Linked DNA regions of Oryctolagus cuniculus: region 2 is linked to region 1. A link is a contact called in public Hi-C data. All regions are on one chromosome and are shown on one strand. The core of a region is the stretch at or near the end of the contact, and the rest is flanking DNA. Distances in the headings are between cores, read along the strand shown. Region 1 has its middle 3.6 kb from the start of TMEM63C. Region 2 overlaps POMT2 (protein O-mannosyltransferase 2).

Region 1 (5,191 bases), core at 582-3,081:
AGCCGGCTCCGACTCGCACTCTCCACACAGGATGCGGCTGCCCCACGCAGCGTCTGGAGCGCCACGCCAAGTGCCTGCCCTGTGTCGCGGTGTTTAGACCGCGGTGTCTCCTTGAAGCGCTACCTGAGACTTGAACCACACACACAGGCTGCAGTGCCATGGCCCCCCTGTCTGAGGCAGGCAGGGAGGTAGCTAGCCAGAAGGAGCTGACTCACCAGCCCCTCCCTGTAGCCCCGCCTGCCCTGCTCAAGGCTCCCACCCCTCCCCACCCGAGGGGCAAAAACCTGCAGCTTCCCCCAAACCACCACTCAGAACCAGCGAGGCCAAAAAGAACCAACACAGCTGCCAGCACGTCCCCATGAGGACTTTCAGCTCACTGCAACGTCATCACAGCCAGATTACCGGGGCAGCGCTATGCATAGTGGGTAAAGCTGCTGCTTGCAGCGCCGGCATCCCATAGGGGCGCCGGTTCGAGTCCTGGCTGCTCCTCTTCCAATCCAGCTCTCTGCTGTGGCCTGGGAAAGCAGCAGAAGATGGCCCAAGTCCTTGGCCCCTGCACCCGCATGGGAGACCTGGAGGAAGCTCCTGGCTCCTGGATTTGGCCTGACCCAACTCTGGCTGTTGTGGCCATTTTGAGGAGTGAACCAGTAGATGGAAGATCTCTCTCTCTCTCTCTCTCTCTCTCTCTCTCTCTCTCTCTCTCTCTCCATCCCTCCTTCTCTCTTTGTATCTCTGCCTTTCAAGTAAATAAATAAATCTTTTTTAAAAAGATTACCATGGTTGGCCCTCCTAACACCACGACACTTCGGAGATCTCCCAAAAAGGGCAAGTGTGGGGAGAGGGAGAGGAAGAGGGAGAGGGGGAGGAGGAGGGAAAGGGGGAGAGGAAGAGGGAGAGAGGAAGAGGGGGAGGGGGAGGGGAAGAGGAAGAGGGGGAGGGGGAGGGGGAGGGGAGGGAGAGGGGGAGGGGGAGGGAAAGGGGGAGGGGAACAGGGAGAGAGGAAGAGGGGGAGGGGAGGGGGAGGGGAAGAGGGGGAGGGGGAGGGGGAGGGATCGTCCCTCTGCTGTTCACTCCCCAAATGCCTGTGCTACCCAGGGCTGGGCAGGGCTGCAGCCAGGAGCGCAGAGCTCCCTCTGGTCTCCCGGCTCCGTGGCAGGGGCCCTCCCCTCCTGCCCCTGCAGCCCCTCGAGTGTGCGTTTTTGCTCTGTGTGCAACCACAGCTTGTGTCTCTGCTGACCTGCACCCAGGGCTCTGTCTCCGGTCCGAGACAGAGCCTGGCCCCACGCACCCCACACCTCCTCTCTCCCCAGCGTTGGTCTGCAGATGGGAGCCCTGATGGGGCTGAGTGTGCACAGACACACACATACACACACACACAGGCCAGTGCACTGCTCACACTCAGCGCACCCAGACCTCCTGCCATTTCTAAGGGCTGCGACTCACGCGTGTTACAGCTGCTACCATGGTTCCTGAGTGAGTGTCCCACCTGGGCGCTTAGCCCACGTGCTGTGTGCTGGCCACATCTGCGGGACTGGCTCCCCTCAACCCTCACAGCTGGAATCTCTAGTCACTGACCTGAGGGGAGGGTGCATGGACCCCAACGCCCCGTGCCCTGCGCACCAGCCTAGGGAGGAAGGACCCGGGAAGGGGCGGGTCCACGGATTGGGCAGTCCCCTGCCCTCGAGATGGGGTCAGAGACTGAGACCTTTCAGCCCACGAGGGTGGGCGCCACAGGGAGGGGAAGCACTGGACAGGGAGGGGGAGGGGGAGGGGCCGCAGCGGCACTGGAGCCCGAGCAGGATCTCGCCCAGCTTTCTTGCTGAGTCATTCCCACCCGAGAAGGGGGCGGGCCTGCTGTGAGGGGAGAGGGAGGAGCAGCCCTGCACCCCCTCCCCCAGGCTCGCACACACCCAGCAGCGACAGGCTTTCTCACTGATGTAAAAGCCACGGAGGAAAAAGGGCAGGTGGCCCTGGGTGGCGCTGTCCCCAGCTGCCCCTTCTCCTCCCCCCCTGCCTGCCCCTAGGGTGACCAACAACAGGCTGGCAGGCGGTCCTGGGGACAGGTGGGACCAGCCATTCTGGGCCTGCGCCTGCCCCTGGCCACGTTCCCTTGCCAATCACGCCACCTGGTCCTGCAGGGGACAGCAGCCTTCCTGGCTGGGAGGTGTAGTCTGATGGGACAGCTGTGCTGCGGCGGGGGACAGGCGGGCAAGGCTGGATCCCATGGGGAGGGGCTGCCTGCTCGCAGCAGGGGTCTGGACGGGCTAGAGGCTTGGGGGCAGGCTGAAAGGAGAACAGAAAGCGCTCTGTGTCAGTATAAAGTCCTCACACCCCGGGGCGGGTGCTGCAGCACAGGGGTGGAGCCACGGCCTGTGACACCGACGTCCCACGTGCATGCTGGTTCAAGTCCCTTCTCTCTCTTTCTCTTCCTCCTCCCGTAACTCTGCTTTTCAAATAAATAAAATACTTTTTTAGAAAACGTTTCCAAACCCAGATGTTGCCCAGCTCCCTGCTCTGTACAGAGCTTATGCGCAAGCCTGGTTTTGTCAGGATTCAAATAGAAACATGTTTCCTTGTCTCTAATCACAGTCTCCCCCCACATCTTCTCCTCCACCCCTGAGCAGTCTTCCTGACAGAGTCGTCTGGTCACCTGCAGTTATTGAAAGTCCAGATCAGTCCCGTTTAAAAGCTGAGCATCAGGAGTGGGTGTTTGGCCTCGCGGTTGAGGCACCCACCTCCCCCGCTGTAGTATCTGGTTCAATACCCGGCTCCAGGTCCTTTTCTATCTCTGCTTCTCAAATACTTTTTTTAAAGAATCCTTATTTTCTTTTCCTTTTTTTCTTTAAAAGTCTATTTATTTCTTTGAAAAGCAGAGTTGCAGAGAGGCACAAGCAGAGAGAGAGAGGGAGGGAGGGAGGGAGGGAGATGGAGTTCTTCCATCTGCTCCCCAAATGGCCAGAATGGCTGGAGCTGAGCTGATCCAAAGCCAGAAGCCAGGAGCTTCCTCTGGGTTTCCCGCATGGGTGCAGGGGCCCAAGGACTTGGGCCATCTTCTACTGCTTTCCCAGGCCATAGCAGAGAGCTGGATCGGAAGTGGAGCAGCTTGGATTGGAACCGGTGTCCATATGGGACGCTGGCACTGCAGACGGCAGCTTTACCTGCTACTCCACAGTGCCACCCCCCCCCCAAAATAATTCTTAGAAAAGCTAAACACTGTATGCAAAGACAGGCTATCTCCCCCACCCCATGCCCGTTTGTGCCAAGCCGGGCTGGGAATGGGGAGGGGGACAAGGCCTTCCCTCCCTCCCTCCCCCTTCGGAGTCCTTTCATTCCCTGGGTTTCTGGTTGGGGTGTGCTGGGGTTGGGCAGTGAGGGTGGGAGGGGAGCAGCCGCAGGTCAGCTTTGCCGGCTGATCCGTGATTCCTAGGGGCAGGATTCCCACTGGGGCGCGTGCTGGAGGAGTCTGCGCAGAAGGTGGCTCGGCCCGCGTTTTCCCAAGGCCCTCTCAGCTCAGCCCCTGGAGACCCACACTGAACTCCCTGCCTGGGGACTCCCCAGGGTTCTCTGGCCCCTCTGCCGGCCCTGGCTCTGCCTGGTGGGCTCTGTCCATTCTCCTGACTGTCCCTGCCTCCCCTGGGCCCCAGATGCCTGTCTTTAGCGGGGGGGGGGGGGGCGAGAGCCTGAGCACCTGTGCCCCCGCCGGGGAGCAGGGCTGGCCTGCAGCCTGTGCAGCTCAGAAGTACTCCACACTCTGTGCCGTGGTCTGCTTGCTCTCTTGCAATTACTCAGCACTTTTTAGCCACGACCACTTGTTTTCACTCGACACTGGAGCCCAACAATTCTGTAGCTGGTCTTGGCCATTGCCACCTGCTCGAAGACAGAGAGGGGTGGTTCTGTGAGGGTGGGAGCGGCAGGGCTGGTTCTGGAGCCTGCCAGCGCCTCCGGAGGTGCAGCGACCTATTTCGCAGTGTTTGTTTCAAAGACAGACAAACCTGCCACCAGGTGGTTCACGCTCTCAAACTCCTGAAGCCAGGAGGGGCTGGGAGCTCAGTCTAAGTCTCCCACGTGGCTGGCAGGGACTCAAGTACTTGAGCCATCACCTGCTGCCTTCCAGGGTGTGCATGAGCGGGGAGTGGACTTGGGAAAAGGCACTGGGATGTGGAACGCGGGCATCGCACGGGGGATGTCTTCACCACTAGGCTGAACGCCTGCCCCATGACACAGAGACTTCGGCCTCTCTCTAGAGTGGGAGACGCCGGGCACTGGCTTTGGTGGCAGCCATCAGCTTGCAGGCGACGGGGCCCGAGGGGTCAGCACCCCACTGCAGACGCAGGCGCCTCCTCCGGCCGCGGCAGCGATGGCCTGGGCTCAGGTCAGACCATGGGCGTTCACTGTCCATACTGAGAGCACACTGCGTGTACGGTGCTGCAGCCCCCTTTTTCTCCCACCAACAAACAGCACGTGGGGCGCCCACAGCCCGTACTGCAGAGCCTGGGTTTGAGTCCCGGCGCTGCTCCAGACTCTGGTTTCCTGCTATTGTGCCTCCTGGGAGGCAGGAGGTGAGGGCTCAAGTAGTGGGGTCCCTGCCCCCCGCGGGGGAGCCCTGGGGGAGCTGCTGACTCCCAGCTTTGGCCTGGCTCACTTTCAGTTGTGGTAGGCATTTGGGGAGTGAACAGTAAATGGAAGAACTCTCTCTCTGCCTTTCAAATAAATAAATATTTTTAAAAACATCTAAAAATAACCCAAATGTCCGTCAGCCAGAATAAATTAATTTACAACCTAGACAAACAACAGAGTACCACAGAGTAATGACAATGAGTAAACTACAGTTGTACACCACAAGGTGGATGAATCTTTAAAAATACAGTGATGGGGCCTGGGGTTGTGATGCAGTAGGTTGAACTGCCACCTGCAATGCCCCCACCCCGCACTGGTGTGATGGTTTGAGTCCTGGCTGCTCCACTTTTGATCCAGCTTCCTGCTAATGGGCCTGGGAGGGCAGTGGAGGATGGTTCAAATGCCTAGGGTGCTGCTATCAATGTGGGAAACCAGGATGGAGTTCCTGGCTCCTAACTCTGGTCTGCCCCAGACCTGACTGTTGTGGCCATCTGGGGAGTGAACCAGTGGATGGACCATCTCTCTCTCTCTCTCTCTCTCTCTCGTCTTTCAAATAAATAAAAACATATTAAAA
Region 2 (5,486 bases), core at 2,029-4,528, 100 kb after region 1:
GAGTGTTTGTCAAAATGTGATTTAAGGCCCCTGGACAGGCATGTGCTCGCCAGGACGCCAGTGCGGCTCAGCAGGACACCCACAGGGCTTGCAGAGAGGGCGAAGCAGGCGGGCTCTCCAAACAACTGTCCCCTCCCAGCGGCCCCCAGACCACCCCATTCCTAGTCTTCCCATCCTCTCCCGCCCCTCACGGACAGCAGTTCTGGCAAGGAGCCAGTGGGATGAAAGAGGGCTGGCCCAAAAGCTGGAAACTACTGGCAGAGCAGAGAACGCACAGTTCGCTTCCTGCTGCTGCTCCTTGCTGCACATTAGGGTCACCTGGGGGCTGTCACCTGAACCAGAGCCCTCGGGGTGGGGGCCAGGCGGCTGGGGAAGGCAGAACGCACCAGGCTGAGCGTCACTGAGCCCACGCAGGGGACATGCATACCTGTAGGCAGTTCCCAGGAGCAGGCTCAGGATTCCCACCACATGGATGCCCTTGGCCAAGCGCCAGGCACAGAGCCGCAGGAGGGTGTCCCACAGGATGCCTGGTGGGGAGGGAAACCCACAGCAGCCCGTGAGGACGCACTTCTGGAGCACAGAAGTCAGGGAGCAGAGACTGCCCTCAGCTCTGCTGCTCCCTGTCCCCGCCCCTGCTCTGTCTCCCAAGGCCAAGTGGGTGGCGCTGACCTGTCAACATGCTGGAGAAGAGCATGGCTGGGAAGTAGTGGTGGAAGTACAGGACGCGGCCCATCAGGAAGAACGGGAAGTAGTGCAGCATCCAGCCGAGCAGGACCTGGCCACCTCCTCGCAGCAGGACCTGGGACAGCCCTGGGCCCAAACAGCACAGCCCCGGTCAGAGGCAGGGAGAGGGCAGAGATCCGGAGTTCCAGCCCAGCTCTGTCCCTTCCTTGCGCTGTGACCAAGTCACTACCCTTACCTCTCCATTCCTTCTCTCATGCAGACCAACCCAAATGACTCTATGGCAACCAGAGGAAAGAACTGGGTCTCAAAAGCCCTGGTCAACACCCAGCATGAGAGGTTCTTGGCACCAATGACAAGGGCACCACACACCAGCACGAGGCCACAGCTGGTGTCTGGGAAAAGGGCTCGCCTCTAATAAAGCCATAACCCTCGCCCCTGGAGATGGCTTCCCCCTCCCTCTCTACCTCTCTATCTTTACCACTGCACACAGCTTGCAGCAGCGGTCAGAGACACAGACAGACCAGACAGAACGGAGGGACGTGTATCTGGGGCAGTAACTGTTCAGACAGGGGCTGCAGGGGTCAGAGGCCTGTGTGGGCATCTCAGATACTGTGGTCCATGGTCCAGCAGCTAAAGTCACCAGGAACAGCAATGGGTTGCTCCTCCCTTGGCCCAGCGGCTCTGTCTACACACTAGAGGACAGGGCCGTGGAACGAGGAGGAGCAGAAGAAAGATGGGCTGCTCCAGACATGGTGCACAGGTTCAAAGTGAAGTCAGACTGCTCGGCTTGAACCTCAGCTCTTCCACTGACCACTGCTGTGTGCTGGGACACATTTCAATCTCACTGTGCCTAATCCACAGAAATCCACAGAAAGCGGGGCCTAACACTCCACTCCACGGGGTTGCTGGGAGGGTGGAAAGTACAAAAAAGAAGGAAAAACACAGGATGTGGAAGGCAAGGGATGCCCCGTCAGGAGCCAGCATGCCCCAGGGGCACAGGTCCCCGCTGCCAACTGCTGGGTCGAAGTAGGGAGAGCCCAGGGACCTGACCTTCGACCTCCGCTGGCAGCTGCACCCCTCTCTGCATGGCTACAGCAATGATGCTCCCCGAGAGGAGGTAGACAGCAATGCTCAGCAGATTCAGCCACCAAACCACCTGCGGAGAGACGGGAACTGGAGGAGCACGGAAAGCAGCAGCTCCCGCGGCTTCCCACGGGCAAGTGCTTGCGGGCCTGGGCTGGGGCTGGTGGGCACTCACCGGGTTGCCAAGCAGATAGACGCGGAAGTCCGTGTCATTGGCCCCTGAGAAGCGCAGGCCCTGTGGAGAGGACACCCTGCTGACCCAGGGCCCAGCTCATCCCAGCCACCCCCTTCTAGCGGAGGGAGACCGGTCGCCTTTCACAGGTGGCTCAGAGTATGCAAATTCTGCACGAGCTCTGTGGGAAGGCAGGGTCAGAATCAGGGCAGAGAGCAGAGCCCAGTCTCTGGGTAACCTCCCAGATGGCCGCCCGCCACCCCAGCACGCCAGCCCGCCCTGCCCAGTCTCAACGGTCTCTTTTAGCTCCATTTCCAGGGAGGAGTCCAGCCTTGGGCCCTACCTGATAGTTGATAGGCCAGTGCCAGGGTTTAGACGTGAACTCATTGTCCTTGGGTTTGAGGCCATTGTTGCCCTGCAGGGAGGTGCAAAGACAGGCTGGTCAGGACAGAGAGCTAGAGAGGACAGAAAGCGAAGCGCGAGCATCCCTGAGAGCCTGCCCAGTGCGCAGTGCCAGCAGCAGTCTGCCTCGCAGGGAAGCCAGGTGCGCCTTCTCTCCCTACGGCCTACAGCCCCACCCACAGCCATACAAGCAGGCCCCCTCTTGCCCCCAGATATGGTCCACTCAGACCTCGGCTGCAGAGAAAGGGATTTGTTTCTTTGGGCACAAAACACCCATCTGCTAAGCCAAGGACAATGAACTGCCTCCCAGAACCTTACTAACCCCTCCTCCGAGGGTTTGGAATTAGTGTGCTGGCCTCCGTACGGCAGCTGGGACACTCCTGCACAGCGGTGTCCGGCCCACGAGGACTAGCTGCACAGCCCCGGCAGCACTCCGGCCACCTGAAGGCCTTGAACTACGGAACGACCCGGGACCCCTGGAGTAGAGGGAGGGGAAACTGATTCCTTCAAAGCAGCTCAGTTTGGTCTGACACTTCAGCGCTCCAGCAGACCTGCAACAAGCCCAGGGCCTCCGACCCACTGCCTTAAACGCTGCCGAGTTCAGCTCTTCTACTAACGCAAGATGGAAGGAAGGGAACACCATAGCCAGTACAGGCGCGTGAGTCTGTCGGTTCTCCAGGCTTTCTCTCTGAGCAGGCTTGTTCCAGCCAACTGCACCAGGCAAACCAGCCTTCCCCACGCACATCGAAGGAATCCACTTAGCCTGCAGAACAGCACCCTACTGTTTCCCTAGGGTTTCAGTAGTCTAGACTTCTCTTAGGTAATGAAAGGAGAAATGAAACTCTTTGGACCTCGTCTTGAAATTCTACCCACACCCAGAATGCTGTTCTGCCTGACAGGCACATAGTCCAAGAGCTCTGTCATCAGACCGCAGTGACAGCTACAAGCAGACTGTCAGAGAAGAAGTGACCCAGAGACTGCTTCATGTCAACTCACACTTCCCGGGGGGAAAATGACAACATCTGAATTTAAAGTTTAATGTGTGAAGTAAGTCAGCTGCATTTACTGAGTACAGCTTCCATAAGCACCTCTAGGGAGCTCCACTTGACAACGGCTCACCAGGGGAGGAACCGCAACTGCTACTCGGCCCCGCAGCCCTGTGGGTTGACTGATAACCACCATCTGGCTTGAGACACAGCTCTTCTTCAACTTGTAGAACAGGTTTCCCATAAGTCCGAGGAAGGGGGTCTCTCACTGAACAGCGGGTGTCCCCCAGTTCACAGGGGGAAATTTAGGCTAGTGATAGAATTGTCTCAACTTTAAGATTCATCTCTCAATTTTCCTTAAAGCTTTGATGCACAATTCTATCAGCTAAAAACAGAGTGAAAATAATGAGTCTTAGAAAACCTTAAAAAAGAAATCAACCATGCTCCTTAAATAGTTTCTGTCCAGAAATACGAGTGGGCTGGCTATGGACAGGATTTCATGCTACATCCAAACCACACACTCAGGCCGGCTGTTCATCCTAACTGACCCCAATCTCACATGACAGAACAAACTATGAGTATCTCGGGATCTCAACCAGGAACTGAGATTTTCATGAACTCTGTCACTTGAACAGATCTGAAAAATCACCTGGAGGCAGGGGAGTGCGGCTGCAACCGGCAGTGACTGAAAGCCTGATGGCCCCTGCCAGAGCTTGGGTCCACCTCTTAAACTCAGCTGCATGGCCCTGGACAAGATCCTCAACCTCCCCGTGCTTCACTGCCCTCATCTGTAACTGGGGATGACAATAACCTCCACAGGACTACAGTAAACATGAAAGGACTTAATATAAACTCAGTGTTTGTGTCACCATCATCATCACGATCATTCTTATTCTGGGATAGGGAAGTAAACCAGCAAGTGATGATGCTTTCAGAGTCCCCCACAAGGGGGCAGTGGATCTATAGCAAACTTGCACCTGCCAGACGTCTTAGAAAGCCATGGAAGAAGGGGCCACAGTACCCGGATCATGACCATGTGGGACTCCAGCAAGATCTCAGGAAAACTGGGCTGAAGCACCTCCAGGCTGATGTTTGGCACTGGAAAAAACAGACAGGAGAAAGCCTCTGTCATTCATTTTCCCACGCAGTGTGTCTGTCCATGAACCCCCACAGCCACCAGAGCCCAGGTGCAGACTTCCTGACGGCCTAAAGACCAGCTGGGAGTGTCGAGGGCTATCTGTTCAGTGGGCATTAAGTACGCACCAGGTACTCTGAGAGATACAAAGGAAAGAGACAGCAAGCCCCTCCTCCTGGGGTCCCAGCAGTTCTTGACCTCTGGGCTCAAATGCTGCCCTCCTGTTAGGCAAAAGGTCTATGAGGAAGGGACCGAGTCTACCTAACCATGAGGGCATCCACAGGGCTCCTCCTGGTTTGTGGCACACCCAGAAAGGGGTGTTCAATGAGTTAATTAGTAGTTTGGGTTAGATTAGGTAGTAAGAATGAGACAGAAAGCACGGAGGGAAAGGGCAATCAGGCATGAATTTGAAGGGGGCAGTTCAGGAAAACAGAGGACTAATCCCGTGCTGTACGGAGTTGATGTTAAGTGCACATGTCAAGCAGAGCCTGTGAGCCAAGACGTGTGCTCAGCTCGGGGCTGTGGCCAGGGCTTTCTGAAATGGTGCCGGCTTGATGCAGGGTGAGAGGCCATAAAGGCAAAGTGCCAGCCTGCTCTAAGCCTTGAGAGCAGGAGACATCCACAGTGCAGGGGACAGACGAGCCCAGAGGGAGACGAGATGGACCTGCTGATGGTCAGTGCTCACTTTAGGGAGAAGAGTTTAACGATGGAGTGGGTGAGAAGAAAAAGGGGAAGCCATGGAGGTATAGACAACTGGTGCAGAGACCAGGTGTGAAAGAAGAAGATGATGGAACAATCAGATGAAGTGAAGGCTTCTTACAACTGCTTCCCCTCAGAGCCAGCCCGGGAAGTGTCCTCACTCACGTTTGGGATTGATATGGTCCTCCACATTCCAGATGGAGTTGAGGGTTTCTTTTAGGTAAGGGGTGCAAGTAACTTCCAGCTGCTCCCAGCCCCTGTGGAGAGTTGTCACAGATGTCTCTCAGGAGCTCTGGAACCCACTGCCTACTGCTCTCAGACCCAT

Evidence for each region. A called contact is a pair of places that touch in the nucleus more often than the background predicts.
Region 2: a Hi-C map of psoas muscle shows a contact between it and region 1, with 5 times the contacts expected there. The contact joins two enhancer-like sites. A contact is called at or near these places in 3 of 6 Hi-C or Micro-C datasets (ear pinna, psoas muscle and an unstated tissue).

The regions. Positions count from the first base shown.
Region 1 is chr20:22,917,645-22,922,835 of mOryCun1.1, forward strand. No RefSeq gene overlaps it. Among named protein-coding and RNA genes, the nearest start is that of TMEM63C, 3.6 kb to the right of the region's middle. Within about 2 kb of position 1,832, at least 1 of the 8 cell types and tissues checked has an H3K27ac peak or open chromatin away from gene starts, as enhancers often do.
Region 2 is chr20:23,016,048-23,021,533 of mOryCun1.1, forward strand. It overlaps POMT2 (protein O-mannosyltransferase 2), which reads right to left. Exons shown (of 21, transcript XM_002719630.5): 14 at 5,327-5,418; 15 at 4,349-4,425; 16 at 2,283-2,354; 17 at 1,943-2,002; 18 at 1,735-1,840; 19 at 670-810; 20 at 428-527. Among named protein-coding and RNA genes, the nearest start is that of NGB, 9.5 kb to the left of the region's middle. Within about 2 kb of position 3,279, at least 1 of the 8 cell types and tissues checked has an H3K27ac peak or open chromatin away from gene starts, as enhancers often do.